2 separate regions of the Callithrix jacchus genome follow, and region 1 is linked to region 2. A link is a contact called in public Hi-C data. All regions are on one chromosome and are shown on one strand. Each heading gives the region's core, a stretch centred on a gene start, on an enhancer-like site or on the middle of the called end of the contact. The rest is flanking DNA. Distances are from core to core; before and after follow the strand shown. Region 1 holds the start of LOC144580369 (a long non-coding RNA gene). Region 2 has its middle 120 kb from the start of CDC42BPA.

The links. Hi-C and Micro-C count contacts between places; a contact is called where the count stands out from the background.
Region 1: a contact with region 2 is called in a Hi-C map of skeletal muscle, with 7 times the contacts expected there. The contact joins two enhancer-like sites. A contact is called at or near these places in 2 of 3 Hi-C or Micro-C datasets (induced pluripotent stem cells and skeletal muscle).

Annotation. Positions count from the first base shown.
Region 1 is chr19:22,380,950-22,387,564 of calJac240_pri, forward strand. It overlaps LOC144580369 (a long non-coding RNA gene), which reads right to left and starts at 6,222. Exons shown (of 4, transcript XR_013529790.1): 1 at 6,115-6,222. Within about 2 kb of position 2,847, at least 2 of the 16 cell types and tissues checked have an H3K27ac peak or open chromatin away from gene starts, as enhancers often do. A contact at or near this core is called in skeletal muscle, where this site is marked.
Region 2 is chr19:21,862,509-21,869,142 of calJac240_pri, forward strand. No RefSeq gene overlaps it. Among named protein-coding and RNA genes, the nearest start is that of CDC42BPA, 120 kb to the right of the region's middle. Within about 2 kb of position 2,748, at least 3 of the 16 cell types and tissues checked have an H3K27ac peak or open chromatin away from gene starts, as enhancers often do. A contact at or near this core is called in skeletal muscle, where this site is marked.

The DNA.
Region 1 (6,615 bases), core at 1,597-4,096, 520 kb after region 2:
CCCAATAGCCAAAACAATCATGAAAAAGATTAAAGTTGGAGGCCTCACACATCCTTTCACAACATATTACAAAGCTATAGTAATCAGAACAGTGTGGGCCAGTCTCAGTGGTTCACGCCTGTAATCCCAGCACTTTGGGAGGCCAAGGCCAGCAGATCACCTGAGGTCAGGAGTTCAAGACCAGCCTGGCCAACAGGATGAAACGCCATCTCTCTAAAAAAAAAAAAAAAAAATCAGCAGAGCATGATGGCACACGCCTGTAGTGCCAGCTACTCGGGAGGCTGAGGTAGGATAATCGCTTGAACTGGGGAGGCAGAGATTGCAGTGAACCGAGATGGTGCCACTGCACTCCAATCTGGGTGACAGAGTGAGACTCCATTTCTAAACAAACAAAAAAGAAGTCCTGGGGTGGCTGAGGGAGCTACTTAAGGAAGTCATCATATCCCCAGCCTGTGGTTTCCTTCTCTATCATACATGCTTTGCCTATGGCTTTCATGCTGGTGGTCACTAAGTGCCTATGACATCTCAAAGCATCACAACTGTGTCCCATGCAAGGAAAAAAGGCAGATCATGACTGAGGCACCCCTTCCCCTTTTAAAACCAGGAAAACAATATCTTTCTAGAAGACCCAAGCACTAGACTTTGGCAGAGCTGAGTCACGTGGCCTCTCCTAAGTACTCAAGACCCTGGGAGATGAGCAATGCTAAATGTGAAGAGGACACCCTGAGCACAGCAGGGCTCTGTTAGGAGGGAGAGATACTGGGGAAGGCAACCAGCATGTGAAAGCCATGTGAATGGACAGGATCACGTTGGGGAGGGAGGAGCAGCAAGCTGCAAAGGGGAATCAGAACTGAGGGCTGAAAATCTCCTGCATCTAGGGTAAAAGCAGAGAAGCAGCTGGAAAATGGCCAAGGAATGAGCTAGAGGAGGGAAGAAAAGTAGGAGGAAATTATCAAACAAAATAAAATTGGAGCTGAGTGCAGTGGTTCATGCCTAAATTCCAGCGTTTTGGGAGGCTGAGGCTGGATGATCACTTGAGGCCAGGAGTTCCAGACCAGCCTGGGCAACATTGCAAGACCCCATCTAGACAAAAATTTAAAAAAAATTAGCTAGGCATGCTGATGCATCCATGTAGCCCCAGTTGAGGTGGGAGGATTGCTTGAGTCCAGGAATGTGAGGTTGCAGTGAGCTATGATTATGCCATTGCACTCCGGCATGGGTGACACTGTCTCTAAAAAACTTAAATTTTAGAAACTGGATTTAGTAAGGGGATTTTTTAAAAGGATTATCACAAGGATGGGAAGGGGAAGAAAACGGGACCATTGCAATGGGGGGAACCTCTGACGGTTAGGATCTTCCGGAGTCTCCAGATCCAGGCTAACAAGTTTTTTCGTTTTGTTTTCTTAATAGGGGAGTAAACACGACCACAAAGAACAGATGTGGGGAAGTGGAGTGGAAGGGTGGCAAGATCAAATAGATGGGAGATGTCTGCCTCTGGAGCCAACCTCTTCTCCAGAGGGGCTGTCTGCCGGCTCAGGAAAGTTTAGGGACCTGGGAAAAAGAGGGAAGTTAGGGGCCGGGCGCAGTGGCTCAAGCCTGTAATCCCAGCACTTTGGGAGGCCAAGGCGGGTGGATCACGAGGTCAAGAGATCGAGACCATCCTGGTCAACATGGTAAAACCCCGTCTCTACTAAAGATACAAAAAATTAGCTGGGCACGGTGGTGCGTGCCTGTAATCCCAGCTGCTCAAGAGGCTGAGGCAGGAGAATTGCCTGAACCCAGGAGGCGGAGATTGCGGTGAGCCGAGAGTGTGCTATTGCACTCCAGCCTGGGTAACAAGAGCAAAACTCCGTCTCAAAAAAAAAAGAGGGAAGTTTGGTGAATGAGCATTTTGTTCCGATTAATCAGTGGGGAAAAGTAGCTCCGGTGATCATTTAAAAGACCAAGAATGGGAATTTGGAGGGTGTGTGTGTGTGTGTGTGTGTGTGTGCTCCTGTCATAATTAAACAAGAGAGGCATCTAAGAGGCCTAGTTAGGGAAGATGGCTCTTTGCAGGAAGCTGTCTACTAGAACACAAAGCATGGGGGGTTTTCTCAACCTTAGCTGTTTCCAGGAGCAAGGGCTGAGACAAAATCCAACATTTTCGGAACCAGTAGAGAGTGGGTGTCATGAAAGTCTTGGAGAAGAAAGTATTTAAAAATCAAGACCACCTATTGTTAGGATAAATCAGGCTAGAGTAAAAAAAGAAAAATCAAAAACTGAAGAAAAGAAACAGTGTTTTAATATGAGAATGTTGTTATAATTTTTTTTAATTATTTTGATAATTTCAAACCTAGAGAAAGGTTGAGGAATAATACAGAGAATTCTTCCTGATTCCCCAAATATTTTACTACATGTGTTTCCCCATGGGTATGTTCAGCCTCTCAGGTTTCTGTTCCCCTGCAAGTCGGCTCTGGAGTACTGGAGGTTGGGGTAGGAGCAGGAGGATGGCCTGGGCGGCCATCTCTGCCGGCAGAACTCGGAGCCTCATCTCTTGGTTTGGCTGTAACAGGTGCTTGCGAGCCAGCCCAGCCTCCCAGGCTCTGACTGACAGACACTTGGCTCAGCAAACACCTCACCCCACTCCACTGCAGGCCTCAGAGAGGGACTGCTGGCTCTCTGCTTGGGAACCTACCACTTGCCCACTGAAAAACTGTGGGAACCTTCTGTCTTGTGCTGAGGCTCAGAGAAGATAACCCGTGCCTACCATCCAACCCCACTGTGTTCCCTTTGGAAGGTGGTGTAGAGTCAGGTACTGTTGAGCCTGAGACCTGACTTTCTCCCCAGTCCCAAATGAGGAGCAAGGGGAGGTCTTCCCTGCCTCCTCTCTTCTCTCCATCCTCTCCATTCCCAGAATACCCCAGGGCCCAGGGTAAGCCACGCCCTTACTTCCTCTAAATCAGGGGTCCCTAACCCCCAGACCATGGAGAGTACCAGTCTGTAGCCTATTAGGAAGCAGGCTGCACAGCAGGTGGTAAGTGGTGGGAATGAGCATTACCACCTGAGCTCCACCTCCTGTCAGGTCAGTGGCATTAGATTCTCATAGGAACCTGAACCCTATGGTGAACTGCGCTTGCCAGGGATCTTGGTGGCACGCTCCGCATGAGAATCTAACACCTGATGATCTGAGGTGGAACAGTTTCACCCCCAAATCATCCCCCAACCCGTCTGTGGAAAAAGTGTCTACTATGACACCAGTCCCTGGTCCCTAGAGATTGGGAACTGCTGCTGTCAGTCATATCCTCCTCCTCTCTCCATGGATGGGGCCCTTCCCTACCTCCTGGGAGAAACTCTAGGGAGTCTTCCGGGTTTGAGTTTTTAAACCTGCCACTCTTATTAAATAACCCAAATCCCTATGTCTCCTGCCTTGAGGTGATAAGACTCTTCCTTGGTCTTCCTTAGAGGAAAATTAAAATGCATGGGTCATTTGCAAAGTAGTAGCTGGGTACAACTGCATTTTTCTCAGAGGCCTTCTCTTCAAAAATTAATGTTCTTATCCCCCTTTTTGGTCATTTAAAAAGTCATTCTCATGGGGAAATCTTTGACTTTAAAGTTTAAAACTTAATGAAATTTAACAAAAGAAGGCCAATAAGCATATGAACAGGTACCCAGCATTATTAGTCAGCACTAGGGAAATGCAAATCAAAACCACCAAGAGACACCACCACACACACGAATGGCTAAAATCAGACTATTTTTCATTTTTTGTAGAGATGGGGTCTTGCCAGCTTGCCCAGACTGGTCTTAAACTCCTGAGCTCAAGTGATTCTCATGACTCAGCCACCCACAGTGCTGGGATTATAAGATTATACTTTTTTTTTTGAGACAGAGTTTCACTGTTGTCGCATAGGCTACATACAGTGCAATAGCCTGATCTTGTCTCACTGCAACCTCTGCCTCCTGGGTTCAAGTGATTCTTCTGTCTTAGCCTCCTCAGTAGCTGGGATTACAGGCACCCGCCACCAAGCTCAGCTAATTTTTGTATTGTTAGTCAGATGGGGTTTCACCATGTTGGCTAGGCTGGTCTCAAACTCCTGACCTCAGGTGATCTGCCTGCTTCTGCCTCCCAAAGTGCTGGGATTACAGGTGTGGGCCACTTTGCCTAGCCTATATTGGGTATTTTGAGTGTCCTTGACAGGAAGATGGCAGCCCATGCTTGCTAACAATTACACACTGCAGGAAGGACCTATTTCTACTAGTCAAGAGCACCTATTCCACAAACCATATGCCATGGGTTACTATACCAACTACTCCCTGCTTGATCTAGGCCAATCAGTGATCTCTCTGTCTCAGTTTCCTCATCTATAAAATAGAAATTGGAATAGTGGTTACCTCCCATTGTTACCAGAATTGAGGTGAACTCATTTAATATGAGCCTAGTACAAGGTTGGCACTGCATAAAGCTTTGCTACTGTCACTGTTACTCTCTAGAGTCCACAACCACTGCCTCGAGATCCTTCCTAAGGTGTCCAGTGGTGCACACAGCAACACAGCACTTCTGCTTATTTTCAACTGGCAACTGGTCACATGTACTGACAAGTACCTCCTGGCTGCCTCCAGGGAGCTCCTGGCCAGTGTCCTCAAAGCTTCTCCACAGCCTCTGGCCATCCACTCAGACCAGACCCTTCCTCTCTACCACCGTTCAAAGCTGTCCAGAAATCCACTGTCCCTCACATCACCTTTCCAAAGTAGCTGAAAGAAAGGTGGTGATTACAGCGTCCTTCTCAGTGGGTGACCCCAGGACCCTGCCTCCCCATTCAATCCACATAAGCATAGAACACATCACTGAATCACAAACCACAGGCATGCTTCTACTGTGGATAGTTTGATCAGCTTGCAATCCACAGAGACTGTGCTGTCGGGCATGAAAAATGTCCACAGCGGGGGCAGGGGGTGCATATGCATCTGCACCTCATCCTTGGCCACTCTAAGCCACTGGCAGGCATTCTGTATAGAGCTGACGGTGGCAGTGGTGGGGGCCGCAGGGTCTCCTAAACACTGAACTCTGAGTGTTGGTACAGCTCCATCACCTCCACTTCATTTTAACTCCAGGACTGAGGTTTACCTTAATCCCCACTGCTGTCATCTGCTGCCTCCCAGGGCCCATTTCCACTGTCTTTTAAGACATCAGCTTGTGGTTCTCATTGCTTTGGTAACTTCATCATCGATGTTGGTTAACCAAAAGACACACCATAACTATGCATCCCTCATCCTGTTTAGGTAGCTATGTGGTCACTGGAAATAAAGACATTTCCCAGTCTCTCAGCCTCAGACGGCTATGGCCATGGGACTAATGGCCAGTTGAATATAGGCAGAAGTGCTGTGTGTAACTTTGAGACATGTTTTTTATAAGAGGTAGTGCATTCTTTTCTAACCTCCTTTCATGCTGATGGAGTGTGACTTGATGGCTAGAGCCTGGCAGCCAGGATGAGGTAAAAGTCACTTACGGACCTCAAAACAAAAAGAGAGGTGTCTGGCCCCTGATACCATGCACTATTGCACCCACCCCAAGCTGCCTGTGTCTGTGAGAGAACTCAACCCATCTTCTTTAAACCACTGCTATAGAAAAAAAAATACCACTGCTATTTGTGTTCCATGCAGTGACCGAACCCTTATTCTCACAGAGTGTAAGACTTTTCCCCAGGTCACACAGTAAGTAGCTGGCAGAGCCAGGATCTGAATGCTGGCAGATTTACTCCAGAGCCCGTAGGCCATGGGGGAAGTGGGTCTGCCCTACCTCAAGGTCCTTACAGAGGAGACGCAGCTCAAGGGACCATAGTCATGCCGGCTGCAGCAAGAAGCCAAAGAAGTGTGCGATGGAGGCAGAGAAGGGACCAAGAGGAACGCACAACTTGAGGGGCGTGAACAAGCTTCCCCGCATCCTCCCTTCCAACTGCAGTATGCCGCAGGAGAGAAAAGCCAGCACTTGGGTTAAACTATAGCTACGATGGGCTTCACTCCAGGACTACCTTTTCACCCAGTGTATATGTATGTTGACTCCACCATTCTACACTATTATACTTCTGTAGCTTTACACTATTTTAAGAGATCTGGTGTAACTTCAGATTTACATACCCTCTGCCTCTAGAATCTCAGGAACAGAAACTCTCAGGAGAGGGCCCATCTTCTCTTTTCACCACCTAAGTTTCTCGGCTTCAATTAGCTGGTGAAGCACTGGCCTGGGAGAGAGCAATTTCTATTAACAGTAGATAGCTCAGGAACCCATCCACCCACTTATGGGAACTTCGTATATGTCAGAAGAGTGCTACAGACCAATGAGAAAGGAGAGACTTCAGTAAACAGTGCTGGGACAACTGGTTACAAACACAGAAAAACGAAATTAGGTCCCTACTAAATACAATCATAAACATACATTTCAGATGACTAAAAATCTTATTACAAATATAAAAATGTAGAAAACCTTGAGGGTAGGGAAGGATCTCTTAAAGAAGATTCAAAGGCATACGCCATACAGGCAAAAGACTGACACATTTAACAACATTAAGTTAAAAAATTACTTCGGTCCAGCAAAACACTCCTAAAGGCAGGGAAGCCAAGCAAGCCACAGTGTACCAG
Region 2 (6,634 bases), core at 1,498-3,997:
AAACTTCATGTTCTGCGTATTTTACCATAATTTCTTTAAAAAACCATTAGAGCCACAGGTCGTGATTTGGGAATCTTTAGACTATAAAGGTGACAACTGAAGTCATGATCTCACCCAGAGAGAGAACAGTGGAAAACTATTCGTTGTAGGGTCCACAGAGTAAAAGGAAGATGCGAAGTGTCCTGAGACATCAGAAGGAAAACGGGCAGGAGTGGGTGAAGGAGAGCTCATCTTAGGGTCAGAAGCTACTACAGACACATCCAGAATGAGAAGGACTAAGAGGAATCCTGTGGTTAGCCACAGAGAGAGCATTTATGACCTAGGTGGGGGCAGCTTCAGGAATGAGGTGGGGTAGAATCCAGATTGCAATGGCATGAAGAGTGTGTGGGCTGAGGAAGTAGAAAGAGTGCAGCATCCTGGAAGCGTGGCTGTGACAGAGGGACAGGGAAGATGGTGAGAAAGACAGATACAGGCGGCTATCCTAAGTTGTTGACAAGATCACTTGCCCCAGTGTCATGCTCACTCAAGCATCCTTTTGGATATCTCCAGATCCCAGTGCCCACATGGACATCTAGCCACCAGACAGAGTAACGACTTGAGGAATTAGCATTCTAGTTGATACACATCCTCTCAAAAATTTGGTTAGCTCAAGGTTAGACCGACAAGATCAAGCTTTTGAAAATGCAAAGCTTAAGACATTGAACTGTTTAGAGATCCCCACATGTCCACACTGCATCTCTCTCCTATGTCTTTCCTAAACTGTCCTCCCTCCCTGAAATGCCATCCCTCAGACACACAAAACTTATTTTATTTTTAATTTAATTAATTTTTTTGTAGAGACAGAGTCTTCCTATGTTGTCCAGGCTGGTCTTGAACTCTTGGGCTCAAGTGATTCTCCTGCCTTGGCCTCCCAAAGTATTGGGCTTACAGGCATGAGCCACTACACTTGGCCACAACTTGTTTTATTCTTACACATTCTTTGAGGCTCATAGTTTTGCTCCGGCTTCCCTCACTGAACAGCTTCTTGTTTCTGTAGCCCTTGCTCCCAGCATATGTGTAGATGTTCAGTAACTGCTTATGGAATTAGTGAATAGATGGCAAAGAAAGATGAGGTTGAAAAGTCCTAATGAATAAAAGGACAAAAAATCCATTCTTTTTTTTTTTTTTGAGACGGAGTTTCGCTGTTGTTACCCAGACTGGAGTGCAATGGCACAATCTTGGCTCACCGCAACCTCCGCCTTCTGGGTTCAAGCAATTCTCCTGCCTCAGCCTTCCAAGTAGCTGGGACTACAGGCACGCACCACCATACCCAGCTAATTTTTGTATTTTTAGTAGAGATGGGGTTTCACCATGTTGACCAGGATGGTCTCGATCTCTTGACCTCGTGATCCATCTGCCTTGGCCTCCCAAAGTGCTGGGATTATAGGCATGAGCCACCGCACCTGGCCAAAAAATCCATTCTTTGATGGGCAGTATTTATTGAACATTTCTCAGGCACACATCAGGTATGACTGGTGTACAAAATGATAGGGATCTTGTCCTTGAAGAGTATATACATGGGAGCTCTTTTATCACACCTTTCATGGTTGAAAGGGGAATGGTAGTTATATTTGGCCTCTGTGCTTTCATAATTATTTGTTCACACTTGAGGCTGGCACGTTGTGCACAATAAATCTTTGTTGAACGGATGAATGAGGCTTTATTATAAAACTTATAATACGATTTTTTAGTGTTTATGTGTGATTTTCTCCTCCACATCATGAGCTCTTGGAAGCCAGTAACTATGCCTCACTCATGTTTGTTAACAGAATCTAGCACAGAGCTTTGTGCATAGTAAGTGTCAAAAATGTTTACTGGCTAAAAGAATGGATTACTAGTAAGGTATGAGCAATGCACACACAGCCGCACATACATGTATTTTACATTCTCTTTTCCCCCGGATTTTTTGTTGTTTTTTTTTTCTTTTCTTTTCTTTTGCATAGGAAACCAGGTGAAAAATCCATTTATTGTTATTGGTTTTTAATGGGCCTGAACGTTTTTGCAGGCATCTTCCGCAGTTTGCTCTGCCTGTGGCAAACAGACTCTCATTGCGTCAATAGAGGTGCTGAAGAATCCAGGAGGAAGCACATCACCAGGTTGGGGCACTTGGTCCTCGTAAAGCCTGTGACTATGATGGCACATAGCATTTCTTGGAAAGGGCAGGTGCTTGTTGATAGTCAGAACAGCATTGCACCTGGAAGGTGAGGGTGTGGCAAGTTGAGCTGAGGCTGCCCAGCTGCACTCTGTTTAACTTCATTAAGTTCCCCAATGAGTATATTAAATTTACCAATATGTACACAAACAGGAGGTACACAGGAAATGTCTAGTCTATAGATTTCCCCTCCTCTAGCCCTCTTATACAGCAAAAAAAAAAAAAAAAAAAAAAGACCTCCTCTGCCCCTTTCCTTTCCATGTTTGTCCTGTCCTGCCTGCAGGGGAAATCGGTTTGTTTAAGCAAGGATGAGGTTTTCCAGCAGAGTTAAGAGGGAAGAATAAATATTTTAAGTTTTGTTCACTTTCAGCAATGGAATGTGCTTGTCAAAAAACAGAAGACACATCCTCAGAGCTGCAGGGGATGTCATTTCAGAGGTTCTAGATGTTGCCACAGGGGCCACCATGGTGACTGCAAAACTGGTGGGATCACAGCAAAGATGACAACCCTTCCTGCATGCTCCTTGGCCAGCTCAGCTCCATGTGGCCTTGTCCTCTGTGAAGCAGCCTTCCAGCCTCCACACTTCCATGTTTTCCCCACCTTGGGTAGGAGCACTAATAGCTCATGATTCTTATTTTGGCGTATGTTCTTACTGTCCCTCTGCTTTGATGGCTAACACCAAGCACATAGTCCAAGGTCAGCCAGTGAGAGAATGCCCTAGGTGTTCCAGCATTTGGCCTCAACTCCATAAACAGCGATGGGAAAACCTCACACTTTCATCATCTGCAGCCTGATTTCTCTTGGACCAGCCTGATTTCTTTCCTGATCACTTCAGGGGGTGAGGGGGTTGTCCGAAAGCATGTTCTGTTTATTCGCAAGGAAACAAGCTGGCTTCCTCTCCAGCCATTTTTCTGCTCTTCATTATTTGTAAATTTCAACTCTCCAGCTACTCAAATTTATGAGCTATTATTAGTAGCTATGTGGAAACTTCATATTTGAAATGTTTTCTGATAAAAGAATGGGCACATTCTTTGTTAAAAATTACTTAGCTCATTTCTCCCTATTCTAGCTGCTTTCCTCTTTGTTCCCCAGCTCACTGCCAGATGCAGTCTTCACAACTTCGCAAAACTGCTGTTTAATTTGACACTGCTAACAGTTATTAATTCTAGGTGGTGGGAATATAGGTTTTAGTTACGGGATTATTTAGACTTTTCTGTAGTTTTTATATTTATCAGAAAAGAACAACCCTACCATAAATGGCTTTTTGTCCTCTTTCACGAGGTTCTGTTGGTGGTTCTGTCACTATCTCAGTTCCCAAGCTGTTAGCGGGACCGCGCTGTTTCCTTTGTGCACAACAAGATCTCGGCGTTCCAGGGCGGCGTTTCTCCCACCTAACAGCCGGGACTTGCCAACCATTCTTGCTGGACTGGGAAATGATTCTACAGATTAGAAAACAAAGTAAGGAGATACAGGGTCCCCAAGGACCTCTCTATTCAACTCTACCTCGAATTACTAGCTTTGTTCCAATGGCGTTGCTCCAGTTCCCAGAGAGAATATAACCGGGCTCTTGAGGTGGGCTGACCCCACTAAAGCTGCTGGGGTGGTCTGGACCAAAATGCCACATCATTTGACATTTGAGGGAGTTGAAGGCACAGGATGAAGGCGTTGATTCCAGAGCTTCACGGTTTAGCTAGACTTGGTTATACCCGTGTTTGCCATCTTTTAGCCAACAAACTGCATCCCTGTATGTACTTTCAGGGTCTGCATGTGCAGCAGCAGGTCTCAAACTAATGTGTGTATCAGAATCACCCAGAGAACTTGTTAAAATACGGAAATGATGTATTTTGAGATGTCATAGCCTTGCTAGTTAATGGTTTGTATATCATTAACTGATTGACAGATAAATAAAATGGAGCATAAGCTTCAAAAAAAATGCAGATTTGTGGACCCCACCCCTAGAGTTGCTGATTCAATAATAATGGGATGAGGCCTGAGGCTTTCTTTTTTCTTTTTTTTTTTTTGTTTGTTTGTTTGTTTGAGACAATGTTTCACTCTTGCCTCAGCCTCCCAAAGTGCTGGAATTCAAGTGTGAGCCACTGTGCCCGGCCCAGGCTTTGCATTTCTAACAAGTTTCCGAGGGACGCTGATGCTGCTGATTGGGGTCAACACTTTAAGAACCACTGATTTAGGGGTAGGACTGGTGGTTGTATCTTAACTATGGGCTGGGGTCAAAATAAAGGTCAAGAGGGGAAGAGATGTGGTGGTTTTGTACAGTTCTGTGGGTCTTTTGTTTTTTGTTTTCAAAGACAAAGTGGCTGTCTGTCACCCAGGCAGGAGTGTAGTGGCTTGATCATAACTCCCTGCAACCTAGAATTCCTGGACTCAAGGGATCCTCCTGTCTCAGCCTCCTGAGTAATGACTGGTCTCAAACCCTTGGGCTCAAGCAATCCTCCCATCTCTGCCTCCCAAAGTGTTGGAATTGCCACCATGAGCCACTGTGCCCGCTGCGCCTGACCCAGTTTTGTATTTTTACACATGCTTATAACCTAACAGTAAACGATATCCATTACTCTGTGCTCCAGTAGTTATGGGAGAGAAAGGCACTGCTTCGGAAGGGGCTCCTCAGTGTGTATCCCAACCCAGAAGCTATATTCTCTAGTCTTATAGCGACCCTGTCCATGCCCCTGGTTGGAAATCAACTTGAAATGTGCATCTCTAGATTTTTTTAAAGTTTACTAATATGTGTCTCAACAATATCCAGCAAAACTGGTGTTTAAAGCCATGTTTTGGGGTGTCCTAATTCTACCTACCCGTCTCACTTGCTGTTTTCATGGCAGCTGTGCTCTACAAACTGAGTGCCTGTCTGGTCGTCATCTGTCCATGCCACCCTCCCCGCTCATCAGGACCGCTCTCTGGGAGCTCACACGAGCCTCCATGCACTGCAGACCAGCTGGCTGTGTCCCAGGAGTTCTTGGGGCCCTGCCTGTCTCCTGAAGTGATTTAAAGTTTGAGTTATTGGTGACATTAATGGAACTGCTCAGGAAATAGAAAATCCCCAATAGATATGTCCTGTGTGTTTAAAGAAAAGGAAGAGCTTAGGGGTGGGGAAAAGCATTCTTTGTTTTTATTGCTTAGTGCATTTCCCAAAATGATCCCTGCTTCTAACATTTAGCCCTGGGAGGAAAATCCCCAAATAAGTTGTAATAATCTGAAATCTTAGCCTGCAGAAGCAGAGGGGAAAATATTGGTAATCTGCTATCTTTTTTATTATGTAACAGTAAAACTTTATTTTTGCTATGAGACTTTATTTTTAGGGTGGTGAATAGTCTCTGTAGAGGGTTATGGCTTAATTTTTGCCCTCTCTGTAAGATGATAATGATTAGGCACATATTGCACTGTGTTAACATTTCTGCTGTTATTAACTTCTCATATATGAGAAAGTTAAACAATATATATCTCAAAATATTGCTTTTTATTATGTTGTATACTTTGAGAGTGTTTTAGAAAAGCCCTTCTGTCCTCCCTAAAGATACCTAATTTTTTTCCACATGGTTAAATTAGAGACTTCATTACTTTTTCCCTCTCAGAAATCTTAGATCTGGGGACATTTTTCATGAATGATGGAGAAAATTTGTTGCCTTATCTGGAGAGATAGAGAAGTGTAACTATTGTCCATAGAAAAAAAAATTAACGGTAGTCAGTGTTCCCTGTACTGTTACATTTGTGTTTTAACTCATTTCGCCATTAGATGGTAGCACAGTAATAGACATAACAATTTAGGGGTGGAGGCAGTCTCATCCCCCATTTTAAATAAGATCATGAAAGTCTAAGTTGGTTTAGTAGAACCATCAGATGGTCTTTGTCAACCCCAACACTGTAGATTTGGGCCGGAGACCTTGGTCCTAAGACTCTGTGGCAAGTCAAATTGAGGGTGGATGTTATAAACAGAAGCTTTGCTTTCAGGATGCCCAGTTACCTCCAGATCTGGGATAATTATCATTTAAGCCTAAGAATGCTTGGATGGGGTTGGGGGTGTTGTTTTGAGACTCCTTAGCACTGATTTTGGTTTCTCTTTGTCTCCTCTCCTTTCCCCTCCCCTCCCCCATCCCTCCCTTCCTCCCTCTCCTTCTCTCTTTCTCTTTCTCTCTTTTTTTTTCCTTTCTTTCTCCTCCTCCTCCTCTCTCTCTGTTTCTTTCTTTCTTTTGACAGGGTCTCACTCGATCACCCAGGCTGGAGTGCAGTGGTGGAATCACAGCTCACTGCAACCTCAAACTTCTGGGATCAAGAGATCCTCCCACCTCAGCCTTGGAGTAGCTGGGACAATGGGCACACATCCTCACACCTGGCTACGTTCTCTAAATTTGGATGTAAAAATATATAATCTATTATTACCTCATGACATAGCTGCTGTTTATCCAACATTCAAATTAAATACATTTCTTT